Linked DNA regions of Mus musculus: all the other regions are linked to region 1. Evidence: chromatin contacts called from public Hi-C and HiChIP or PLAC-seq data. All regions are on one chromosome and are shown on one strand. Each heading gives the region's core, a stretch centred on a gene start, on an enhancer-like site or on the middle of the called end of the contact. The rest is flanking DNA. Distances are from core to core; before and after follow the strand shown.

Region 1 (2,862 bases), core at 143-2,642:
CTTGTGTGTGTGTGTGTGTGTGTGTGTGTGTGTGTGTGTGTGCGCGTGCGCACCTGTCTCTTTGTCAGTTCTCCAAGCAGTTTTCTGTTTTTTTTCCTAAAAAGTTCTCTGAATAGCTCACCTCCTGCAGAACACAGGTCTTGTCTTTTATTTTACATTATCAACCCAGTCATTTACTCCAGGTTTACTTTAGATTATTCTATGAATCAGCATCTGGATTCAGAAGTGAAAGCAAGCAAACATTTTTTTTTTCCAAAGGCTGCAAAAGAATTCAAAGATCAGTCTTCCTTTGTTAAACACAAAGGATTAAGTAGTTGGGTGGGTCTCTTCCCTGAAATTACCATTTCTACCACACCTGGGCCTCACCTTTATGTGTCCCAGGCTGACCTTGAATTCAATCTGCCTGCCTTTGTATCTTTCTGACAAGCTGGCTCCTAGTGCAGCTGCCTTTGTTCCTTTAGATTCATGAAGCCCCTCATAATTCATATTGCATTCTTATATTTTGCATAGTTGAGAAATTATATATTTTCAAACTCCGGTATCTAGAGCTCTTTCCCATAGCCTTAAGGGTTGTCTTGAAGGTCCCAGACTTCACCATTTTGCTGAGACTTTAGCCACACCTTCACCTCCTGGTCTCCTGTTGGCTGATCATCAAGGAGTCATTAAAATTAACACAGAGGACATTTCTTGGAGGAATGTGAAATATGTAAATTATTACACAAACAAGCCTTATGCCCACAGTGCCCATCTAGATTCCAGGAGGCTTATACCGGGGCGCTGTCCTGGGGCAGGAACGATGTCACCATGTCACTTTGTCCCCACCAGGGCCATGCTGGACTCTGCACCTTGTGGTCCATGTGTGTATGCTAATACTGTGCGGAAAATGTCCACCATAGCTTTAGTCCTGCGAATATTTTCAGCCTGAAGACCGCTCCTCTACAGAGATCGCTACTACTGAGCTTAGGTAAACCTCTCTCCTCATGTCAGCTGGACACCATCAACTCTGCCTCATTACTTTTCTGTACAGAAATAAATCTATCACCTTGATCAGTTGTATGCAGTCAACTGGTTGTCTTACTGTTCTACTTTACACATGCTGTGCTTGTGGGGTATGGGGGTTTCTCAGAGAGCCTGCTCTATAGGATCCCAGCTTTCTGTTCAAACACCTGTCTTCTCTCATTTCTTCATTACCACAATCAGGTTCGTACTTGGAGTCATACACAGAAGCAGCACTTGGTCTTTGAATTTCAACAATCATAGTGTAGTGCTTGTCTCAACTAGAATATTATAAACAGAGCTCAGAAGTCAATGGTTATAGCACCCTGAACACATCTGGCCTGAAAGTTATGCAGTATTTGGCCTGGTTAGTTCCTGGGAGGTGTTTCGTTTTACCTTGAGGTCCTAAGCCCTGACTCATAGAACTGGAAAGTTTACAAGCCGATCATAAGTGCTTAATGTGTGTCTGCGTGAGCGAAAGTCTCTTCCTGTAAAATCATTTACCAAGGTCTATAAACTGGTTTCTGTGACAGTCAAGTTTCATTTTAATTACTCCCATGCTTGTTTATGCTTTGATGATATTGTTGATTTCTTAATCCACTGGGTCAGAATTTTGCATAATTTGTAATTCGCACTTCATTTCATATTTGTATGTTCTTCCTCCTAATTAAAAGAATGAACATTGAAGAAAAATACCTGGAGGTAATAATAAGAAAACATCCATGGAAACAAGGAACTTAAATGAGACTGTTTGAGGCACTAGAACAAGCAGGAAGTAAAGAATGTTAGTAATTAGCTGAGTGATAAAGTCTCTCATTGCTGCTTTGCCCATTGTCCTTTGCTACACAGGAGGAACTGCTGATAATTGGTAAGCAGCCTTTGTAGACTGCAGAGTACCTAGTTTGCATATAGTTATATACTAATACTCCAATGGGGTCTAAAAAGAACCCAAAGCTCAGATTGGGTTATTTTGACAACATAAACTTCTTACAGTTCTAGATGCTGGAAGTACCACATTATCTATGAGCAAGGACCCTTTTTGGATATGCCCATTGCAATCTTTTCCTTCTATTCTTACCTGATCATCCCTCTATGTACAACTTTTTCCTAACATCCTTTTAATAAAGGCACTAGGTGTATTGGCTTAGGGTCCCACTCTAATGCCTTTTTAAAAATCTTCATTAGCTCTCTGGGTCCACATTAAGTCATGCTCTGATATACTAAGAATTAAATCTTCAACCTAGAACTACACAAGAATACTAGCCAGACCAGAGCAGTCTATTATTACATTGTATATAATTTATATTATAAAGTACTAAGATACATAATATTATCCCCATTTTACTGACATGTAAATTCCGAGTTATAAATTGATAGCTTAGGGGCATAGAATTCAGTGAAATGAAATCAGTCATAAGTGGTGTCATCGTCATCTTCCTAAGTTTTACCTGATCCATCATCTCCCTTATATCAGAGAAAAATAATGTGTGCTTAATATCTTCTTATGCAGAACAATGATAAATATAAACTTAAATTTTATTGGTGTGTGTGTGTGTGTGTGTGTGTGTGTGAGAGAGAGAGAGAGAGAGAGAGAGAGAGAGAGAGAGAGAGAGAGAGAGAACACACGCGTAGGGATCAAGGGACGGTTTTTAAAAGTCAATCATATCCTTGCATGTTGGGTCCTGAGGGTTGAACTGAGATCATCAGCATTGGCTTCTGGCGTCTTTAATTGCTGAGCTATTCCTGGAAAACAGCCTTGCCTTTAAGATGTAAGGTGTTTGCACTTTCAATTCTATTAGGAACGTTTTTTTGTTATGCTAAAGTCATAAAAATTAATAATCAGAACACTTGTAAAAGAATAGCACA
Region 2 (2,862 bases), core at 126-2,625, 480 kb before region 1:
GCCTCATTTTAGTTTATTGCAACCTTTATAGTGGTTGTTGAGTGACCTTAGGAAACAATTGACAATTGCAGAACTGGTTGATATCAGCATATCTGTGAACAATGGTGCTATTGATAACTATTAGAAATCAATAATTATTTCATAAAATATATTATAAAATAATATATTGAATTAAATGATCTTATGGGACAGGTACTTTGAAAATGTAAATTAGTGATTAAATTCATATAACTTCTTAGTACTAACAAAGTACATCAAGAGCTTCTTGAAACAAAGTGCATTTGTGAAGGATTACAGCATATCATGAATAAATTATCTAAAATTGGTGTTTGTCTGTCCTTTCTGGTGGGAACTCAGGGACCACTTTACAATAGGAATTATTGTAAGTTCGAGCTAGTCAATTGTCTAAGTTAACAAACATCCATACTATATTTATTTTGGGACCTTTGAAGGCCACATTGTAGGTGTAACCAGAAGTTCTGCAATATTTGTCTTTCTGCTTCGCAGTAAGGAAGCCTCTGGTTTGTAAGAAGCTGCATAGCTACCCCGATAAAGAGCACATTCACCAGTTCCCTATAGCCAGGTTTACACAGATGACTAAGTCCCACCTACTGGGTGGGTAGGAGTAAAATTACAGCTTCCAAAAAACTTCCTTAAATGGAAGAGACACCCTCTCCTTGCCCTCCCTCCTCCCAAATGGTGGAATAGGAGTGATGACAGAGGCTCATGGAATCTCCTTGACCTTATGGAAACCACATGTCAGGAGTCCAGAGAACTGCAGGACTGTAACAGACACTCATACCAATCTTGCAGTGATCAACCAGACCTTACTTTATGGTTGGCTGTTACTCTGAGGTTTTCTATTTTCTACTTTGGCATTCCAGGTAGTTGGAAGTTAATCTGATAACACAGCCTGTGATTGTCTAGGGAGAAGGAAGACAGGAGGGAAAAATATCGGAGGGAAAAGAAAAGAAAGAGAGAATGAGAAAGAAGAGGAGGAGGGGACAAAGGAGGAAAGGGTGGAAAGGAGAAAAGAAGGAGGAAGAGGATCAGCAGAGTAAGTAGGAAACAGAAAGAGGAAGAGAAAGAGAATGAGGAAGGAGGAAGGAGAGAAGTGGAAGGAACTGAATCGGAGATTAAAATAAATAAACAAAGCCAGCAGCCATTTCTCTCTTTATCCCTTAATGGCCAATATTAAAGAAGAGTTGGTGGGGTGCGATCCAGATGTTGAGCTCGATGACTGGCAGAAAGGGGCCACCCCTGTGTCACAACCTCCATCTGCAGACAATTAATAGCTGGCTGAAACAGGTAACCAAAGGCAGCTGCTTTGGAAAAGGCAGAGGCGAATTGCTTCCACAGTTGATGTCATAACCTAGCCGGCTGCTGAAGAGCAACACCGAGGATGGAAACTCTGACGGACTGGATGGACAGTGCCTCATGGATACCAAATGTTATTGTACATTATTACTCATTGGAATGGTTTGTGGCAAAGACAAATTCTTAGAAGCAACTGGCCATATAGTCTTGTAGTCTAATAACATATGTGTCAGCCAACAGACATATGCCTTAACAGCTTTTAATTATTTCTACTGTTTGCTTACTTCTTTGCATTAAACATGACTTTAGTCTTTTACATATTCATCTGAAATCTCCATTCTCTTACCTTGGTTATCACTTCTCTGTTAATTGCTGCCAAGTCTGTGGGGAAATTTTTTTTTGCAAAAACAATCAGCCTTTCTTCAGGCCGAACAGCTCCATTTACCTTGAACTTTTTTTTTTTTTCTCTTCTATTCATAGTTTCTGCAGATCTCTTTCCTGGCAAGAGCGAAGTTTCGACTGCTTCTGCACCAACTTGTCAGTTAACTCTATAGCTCAAGTGTAACCCTGTTTTACAATGATTGCCCTGGCAGCTTGGCAGTTTCACTCACAGGTGTGTCTCAAGGGCAAAGTCATCCCTGGTGTTCTAGGTTTAACCCTGTTAATCCTATATAAGATTATGCAAAGGGGTTGTGCTGGGCGTGCTATTGCTCTTGCTTGGATTTAATACAAATAGCCTGCCATTGAAGAGGAACAAAGGGATTTTTGATGTGGCTCATCATTGATCCTCATTGGGATAAGGCAAGGCACAAACTCTGAAGCTACTCTAAGTACAAACATTTTCTCCCTCCCCTTTCCTGCTCTCTTCTCTCTCTCACCACTTCTACTGTGTGTGTGTGTGTGTGTGTGTGTGTGTGTGTGTGTGTGTGTGTGTTTGCAAGGGTGTGAGCATTAAGTGTAGAGCCAAAGGTTGGCAGTAGATATATTCCCCGAGTGTTCTTTGCCTTGAGGTCTCTAACTGACCCTGAATCTCACTGCCTCAGCTGGACTGAGTGGTCAGCTAGCTCCAGCAATTGTCCTGTGTCTGCTGCACTCTAACACCGTCATTACTGAAACATGGCACCATGCCCAATCTTTCATATGGGTGCTGGGGTATCTGTACGAATGCCCTCATATCTGTGTGATGTGACAGGCACATTTCCAGCTGAAGCCTTTCCCCATCTCTGGAAATGTCTCTACTTGATACTCCCCATGAAGCAAAGAGACTTAAACAGGGAAGGAAAAACAATCTTAGATAATAATTTGACTGAAACTCTCAGGCGTACCTTACAACGTGTTCTTTGTATGTTCTCATCAATCATGGATATGTCATTACCCTTGGAAATTAATAGCATGGGTTCCATTCACTCTTAGACTAATCCTGTGACAAAACTGTTATGACTCATTAAAAAAATTAAAACCCCATGCACAACCCAAAATACCCATAAATAATTTAGAATAATCATGTGATGGACAATGCAGACATATGGAGAATCATGTACTTTT
Region 3 (2,862 bases), core at 99-2,598, 460 kb before region 1:
GCTGAGAAAATAACAGTTTTTTACATTTCTTTATTTTATTTGTGTGTAAACAGGTGCAAACATGCCACAGCATGCCTATTGAGGGTAGTTTGCAAAAATTCATTCTCTTTTTCATCCTGTGGCTCTGGAGTCTTAGAAAGTGCTATGAAGTCAACTCACAGACATAGTTTTGAGTTTTGAGCATCCTATAACTGGAAAAGTTGGCCAGTATGGAGTCCTTAAATGGTTTTTCCACAGCCTGTGCCCACAGGATGGAAAGATGGACAAGGCCAGCTAAGTACAAACAGAAACCTTTCAAAGACTCACAGATGGTAATTCCCTCCTCCTCATGCTCTTGAGATTCCTAATGCTGAATACAAGAAACCCTTCCCATATCTGACTTCTGTGTCTCCCTCTCTCTCTTTTTCATGTTTAATTAATCCCCTTTGTCTTATGCTAAATGAAGGAATTATCTTGCCACTTTTACATATAATTAAAGATACCGGAGAAAACCTTATTACCTCGGATCCAACTAATTCACAAATAATTGTGATTTCAATAAGGCCGGGGAAAGCACAAATAATGAGATAGGCAAATGAATTGAGTCGAGGGGGATGGCAGGTGTATAACTTAGCCTGCTAAGGTCAATTATCAGAGCTTCTTAGAAGCTTCCTTTTACAACTGCACTGAGGAACTGCACCAGGTTCTCCAACTGGACCAGTGCCTTCTACACTTCTCTACCACCATAGAGCAAGCTTGTTTGGAAAACTTGGAGACCAGTACTCAGAACACCTCCTTTGGCAGGATTGCTTCACTTGCTCTATAACCCCTTAGCATGGCCTCTTCTACCATCTAACTCTGATCTCCAGGTTCGCTTCTCCACAGAGTAAGTGCAGAATATTTCAGGGTGTCATTTTTTTTTTTAAATTAAGACGTTTGTTAGGAATTGTAGGTGAAATGTCCCCAGAGGGCTTATGGTATGACCATTCAGTGCTCAGATGATAGTGCTCTATTGAAGGCACTAGAAATATTTGGACATAGTCTTAGCTGGGGGAACATCGGTCACGGGGGATGGAAAATCTTGATGGTAGTCAAATTCTGCTTCTGGTCCAGGCTCTGCTTCCTGACCAGCCCATGTAAGAAACTGCAGCTATACATTTCTGCTACCAAGAACCAGCTCATTCTCACCTCCATGTCTGCCCAGCTTGTTGGTCTGAAGCCTCTGCAATTATGGGCCAAAGGAGCCCCTCCTCTGTTGGGTTGCTTCTGTCCAGTTCTTTGTCACAGCAATTGTAACAAATACAAGTTCCTTCTCTGGTGCCAGCAGGCACCCTGGCATCTATTTCTGGATATGGCCTGAAGGGTGGGGACCCAGATCTGTTTCATTAGTCAGGTTGCTATGACTCATGCAATGATTTCTCCTCCTTGTTGCAGCTAATCTGCATCTTGTCAGTTTCCCCCATTCATTTAGTCTTGTTCATTGATTGCCACTTTAGGCTAGGACCCGAGGATACACTACATAGATTGGGAATGTGTAGTCCTTTTAATTTGATTTTTAAACAATTTCAATAGTGCTTATCACTTGCAGACACATTACAAAGTGTGACTCATTTAATTACACTCCCTGTTGAACTCCCATGGTGATAGAGCACACGGCTTATAAAAACAGAGAGCCAGAAAAACATCTTTAGGAAAGTAAAATCTGGCCTGAAAAACTGGCATAGATCACACCTGAGTGGGTCTTGAATTATAAGGCAGAATGTGCTAAATGAGTAACTAACTGGGGTTATTACAAAGTCAGATGTAGGGGTTTGTGAATCCACTGACCATGTTGATGGGCTCATGAAGGATACAGAAAACTCAAACTCCTTTATCAAATGCTCATTTTAGTTGATATAATAAAGGTGTGTGGAATGGAGAGAAGACTACTGTCAGCAAGTATTCAGCTACTGCTATCACAAAAGAAAAATAATAAACTAAGCTAAGTGTGTAGCAGAGAGAGAAATTACATCTGAGGCAAGTCTGGAAGCATAGGCCTGAAATTTAAGACATTCTGGAGAATGACTCTCAAAGAGTGTCAGCAGGAAAGTTCAAGGCTAGATTACGCTATTTAGCAGGACTATATTTCCAAATATTTGTTTTAAATGAAAAGAAATGATGTAATTTTATTATAATTTCAAAAATAAAAGAAGAACACTGAAAAGAGGGTTCCTTTTTCCACATTAGCTTGTCTTTTGGCATGGGTATCATTCAAATCTTGTTTGGGAAGTCATAGTGTTCAGGTATCCTGGCAGTAATTTCTCTTTTCTTTCTAGGAAACATAATCTCATAGCCAACTTCCAGGTTCTTTGGCCCTTCATCTTTCTATTCTCTCTTCTGAGAGTACCATGGGCCTTAAATGTTTTCCTAGCCAGAGAACTATAGGCAGCTGATGACCTCTGGGTGGAGGAGAATTAGCCTCTCCCAGGAATGAGCATCCTAATTGGTTTTCTAATACAAAGTGGTCACCCCTAAAACCATATTCATACAAGCAACACCAAATGGACTCAATGGGTTACATTTATAGAATGCTGCACATATATATGTATATATATGTGTGTGTGTGTGTGTGTGTGTGTGTGTAAACATATATATGTAGCAATAATAATCAAAGTAAAAGAGGCTGTCAATTTGAGAGGGAGTGGTGTATATGAGAGGCATTGAAGGGAGAGGACATAGAATGGTTTGGGAGGGAGGAAGGAGAAGGGAAAGGAGAAAGTAATATTATAAGAAATTAATTAAAATTTATTTTAAAAGAAAGATTTTATTAAATGAGGGCAGTATTGGAATATATGAGGCTGTAGAGGTGTAATGCTCCATGATACTGAAATAAGTTTTAAAATA
Region 4 (2,862 bases), core at 190-2,689, 270 kb before region 1:
AAAAAGAAAAGTCATGGATACATGCCTATGTTTACATGTGTGCATATGTATTTACCTCTGTCCCTGTATGTATCTGTGTGCCTCTGAATTTGTGCTTGTGCACATGTCTACGGGTAACCCTGGAGTGTCTGTATGTGAATATAGGTACATGTAACTCTCTTTGAAAGTACATATATGTATTTTACGAGTGCCTTTTTGGTTATGACTATGTGCATATGATCACATGTAGCATGTATGTGCACCCATCTTTATGTGTATTGAAAATAGACATATAAATAGATGTGTGTGTGTGTGTGTGTGTGTGTGTGTGTGTGTGTGATAGTGTATATGCATACATAACTGAGTATATATCTTTGTGGGAACTAGAGTCTATATTTATGTGTTTGTGTTTCTTCACGCATGCCTATTTTTATGTTACAAATGTATGAATGGGTACCTATGTGTGTTAATATGTATGTATTGGGTGCATATATTTTTGTCTATGTGTACGAATAAGATTGTAATTACATATATGTGCATATATGTGTCCACATGCCTGTGTCAACTAAATACAGGGAAGTCAATCTGTGTATGTATTTAGTTCTATGAGATTATAAGTGTATGTGTATCTAGTGTATTAGTGTATGACTGTATGCATGTGGACAGATATACAAGTATCCTTGCCCATGCGTGTGCTAGTGAATATGTACGTAATTAAGTGCACATTTGCTCTTCCTGTGGGCATGCATGGGATCGAGAAGGGAGAAATAGAAAGCTGGACTTGGGAACTCAGGGAGGGACATGTAGAGTTTTTCTGTTGACATTCTGTCTTCCTAGCTTGGGATGATTCTGCTTTGCATAAGGTCAGAGTGATGACATAACGCCTGCTCAGAACCTCCACAGCCAGACTTGCTGAGACTTTCTGCCATTGTGACTAATGAAGGAAATTCATGCACACACATTCACTCACCATGTCTCTTACTCACGACGTCACCAGTAAACAAACAACACAGGAAACACCGTAAACGATGCCGTACAGACTGTGCTTTGGGCTGTGGGTAACAGGTAAGGCAGCAGACACCCTAAGAATTCAGCATGAGGAATTCCCATCTCCCTCCAGTTTGATTTGCTAGTGGACTTTTGGGCTTTTGGTTTAACCACACATTCGTGTTTTTTTTTTTTTTTTTTCTTTACATTATAAGAAGAATTTGAAAGTAAAGCTAAATGACATGCATATATGCCCATTCAACCAATATAAGAACCAACTTTTGACCACCTTTGTTAAGAAATGCAACTGGGTTATTGTGCAGAGATTCCATTCATAGGACATGGTGGTGAACCCCATTTTTGTTTCTGTATACTGTATAGTCCAAAGAATTGACCCGTGCAGGCTTTGAATAAAAGAAGTGGCAGCTGCTTCCTCCTCAGGAGAGGTCTGAGGAAGGCGACTGTGGAGAGAGCACTGGCCACCCGAGTGTACAGTGGGCTGTGACTTTACAAAGCTCCCACTGTAAATACCAGGCTTCGGAAGCAGTGACGTCTTATGGAGGAATTTGAAAGATGTGTAAACAAAACAGAAAAGCCTCTCCCCAGTGAAATAAAAGCAGAGGGAGGCTTCCTGAGGTACCAGACTTCGCTATCGGGTCTTGAGGCTCGACTGTGCAGTACACACGTACAGTTTTCCGAAGGGTCTGTTCTGCGGCACTCCTCATTCTCCAGAGCTTCCTGGGCAAAATCCCAAGCTTTGTGAACTGACATGGTTGAAGATACAGGTTATTCCAGCAGTAATGATGTTAAACAATGTTTCATATGCTTGAATGTTCAAGGAGAGGTCCTCCTTTTGAGTATAGTATCAAGTCTCTTCTATGCTAGCATTTGGGGACAAGGGACCTCAGAGCTTCAGTTTTCCCAATCCTTAGACTTATCTAACCCTGGACTTGCAACATTGGGAGTTAGGAAGTAAAGCCACATGGGGCTGAGGACCTGATTATTTGTCTCGAGGTGGCCAGTGCTTAATACAGGCTCTGACACCAAAGAGGCCTTCCTGGGAAATGTTTAAAGTGGATACCCTATCGGTGAGTGATTGTGGTTTAACCGAATGGAAGGTATTTATTGCTGGAGACGCAGGACCCAGGGGGCTGCATGTTAATGCTCCTGTGAGAGGGCCTGTCAGACACTGTAAGCTTTTAGGAAGAATATCCTACTGAGGCCATCCTCAAAGTGAATTCTGTCTGTGTGGAAGGAAAAAAAAAAGTAACTTTGGGAAAGACACTTTTCTGATAAAAATTCAAAATTTTACATGTTTTGAGGTTCTGCGAAATTTTGTTGTTATGAAAGTCCACTAAGTAATCATTCTTTTAGTTAGTGCCAGGTGTAATTGACTACGAATTCCTACATTTATTTTTTTTTTTCTTAAATGTACCTTTAAACCTTCTCTTGGAATTAGCTCCCAAGGAAGTAATAAGAAATGATATCACCTAACAGGACCTTGAGCTATTGGCCTTTGTGTGCATGTGCTGTGTGTTTGTATCTCTGTGTACACACACACACACACACACACACACACACACACACACACGCTTCTCACATGCCCAAAGGTGTGTATATGTGCATTTGGAGGCTGAAGGTCAATCTTGTATATGTTTCTCAGTCAGTTTCCACCTTATGTTTTGAGATGGGATGTGTTAATGAATCTGGAGTTCCTGAATTCAGCTAGAGGAGCTGGCTAGAGAACGTCAGAGTAGTAGAGGTACACGCTGCCATTCAAGGCTTTTCTGTGGGTGCTAGGGATCTGAACCCAGGTCTATGCTTTCGCAGCAAACCCAAGCTGTCTCCCCAGACCTCCAAGAGGACATTGACTGACAGGGTTATGGGCTTGATGCT

What was found. A called contact is a pair of places that touch in the nucleus more often than the background predicts. HiChIP or PLAC-seq counts read pairs in DNA pulled down with a chosen protein or histone mark.
Region 2: a Hi-C map of epidermal suprabasal cells shows a contact between it and region 1, with 5 times the contacts expected there. The contact joins two enhancer-like sites. A contact is called at or near these places in 1 of 484 Hi-C or Micro-C datasets (epidermal suprabasal cells) and 2 of 115 datasets of contacts at active chromatin or transcription factors (both in embryonic stem cells).
Region 3: a FOXA1 HiChIP or PLAC-seq map of pancreatic cancer cells shows a contact between it and region 1. The contact joins two enhancer-like sites. A contact is called at or near these places in 1 of 39 promoter capture datasets (cranial neural crest) and 2 of 115 datasets of contacts at active chromatin or transcription factors (embryonic stem cells and pancreatic cancer cells).
Region 4: a FOXA1 HiChIP or PLAC-seq map of pancreatic cancer cells shows a contact between it and region 1. The contact joins two enhancer-like sites. A contact is called at or near these places in 1 of 484 Hi-C or Micro-C datasets (pancreatic cancer cells) and 3 of 115 datasets of contacts at active chromatin or transcription factors (embryonic stem cells, extraembryonic endoderm stem cells and pancreatic cancer cells).

What each region holds. Positions count from the first base shown.
Region 1 is chr13:5,547,926-5,550,787 of GRCm38.p6, reverse strand. No RefSeq gene overlaps it. Among named protein-coding and RNA genes, the nearest start is that of Gm40661, 4.0 kb to the left of the region's middle. Within about 2 kb of position 1,392, at least 39 of the 459 cell types and tissues checked have an H3K27ac peak or open chromatin away from gene starts, as enhancers often do. A contact at or near this core is called in epidermal suprabasal cells and pancreatic cancer cells, where this site is marked.
Region 2 is chr13:6,028,139-6,031,000 of GRCm38.p6, reverse strand. No RefSeq gene overlaps it. Among named protein-coding and RNA genes, the nearest start is that of Gm46401, 110 kb to the right of the region's middle. Within about 2 kb of position 1,375, at least 67 of the 459 cell types and tissues checked have an H3K27ac peak or open chromatin away from gene starts, as enhancers often do. A contact at or near this core is called in epidermal suprabasal cells, where this site is marked.
Region 3 is chr13:6,008,392-6,011,253 of GRCm38.p6, reverse strand. The region is part of intron 5 of Gm46401 (a long non-coding RNA gene); the gene reads right to left. Among named protein-coding and RNA genes, the nearest start is that of Gm46401, 94 kb to the right of the region's middle. Within about 2 kb of position 1,348, at least 36 of the 459 cell types and tissues checked have an H3K27ac peak or open chromatin away from gene starts, as enhancers often do. A contact at or near this core is called in pancreatic cancer cells, where this site is marked.
Region 4 is chr13:5,821,463-5,824,324 of GRCm38.p6, reverse strand. No RefSeq gene overlaps it. Among named protein-coding and RNA genes, the nearest start is that of Gm35464, 7.2 kb to the left of the region's middle. Within about 2 kb of position 1,439, at least 41 of the 459 cell types and tissues checked have an H3K27ac peak or open chromatin away from gene starts, as enhancers often do. A contact at or near this core is called in pancreatic cancer cells, where this site is marked.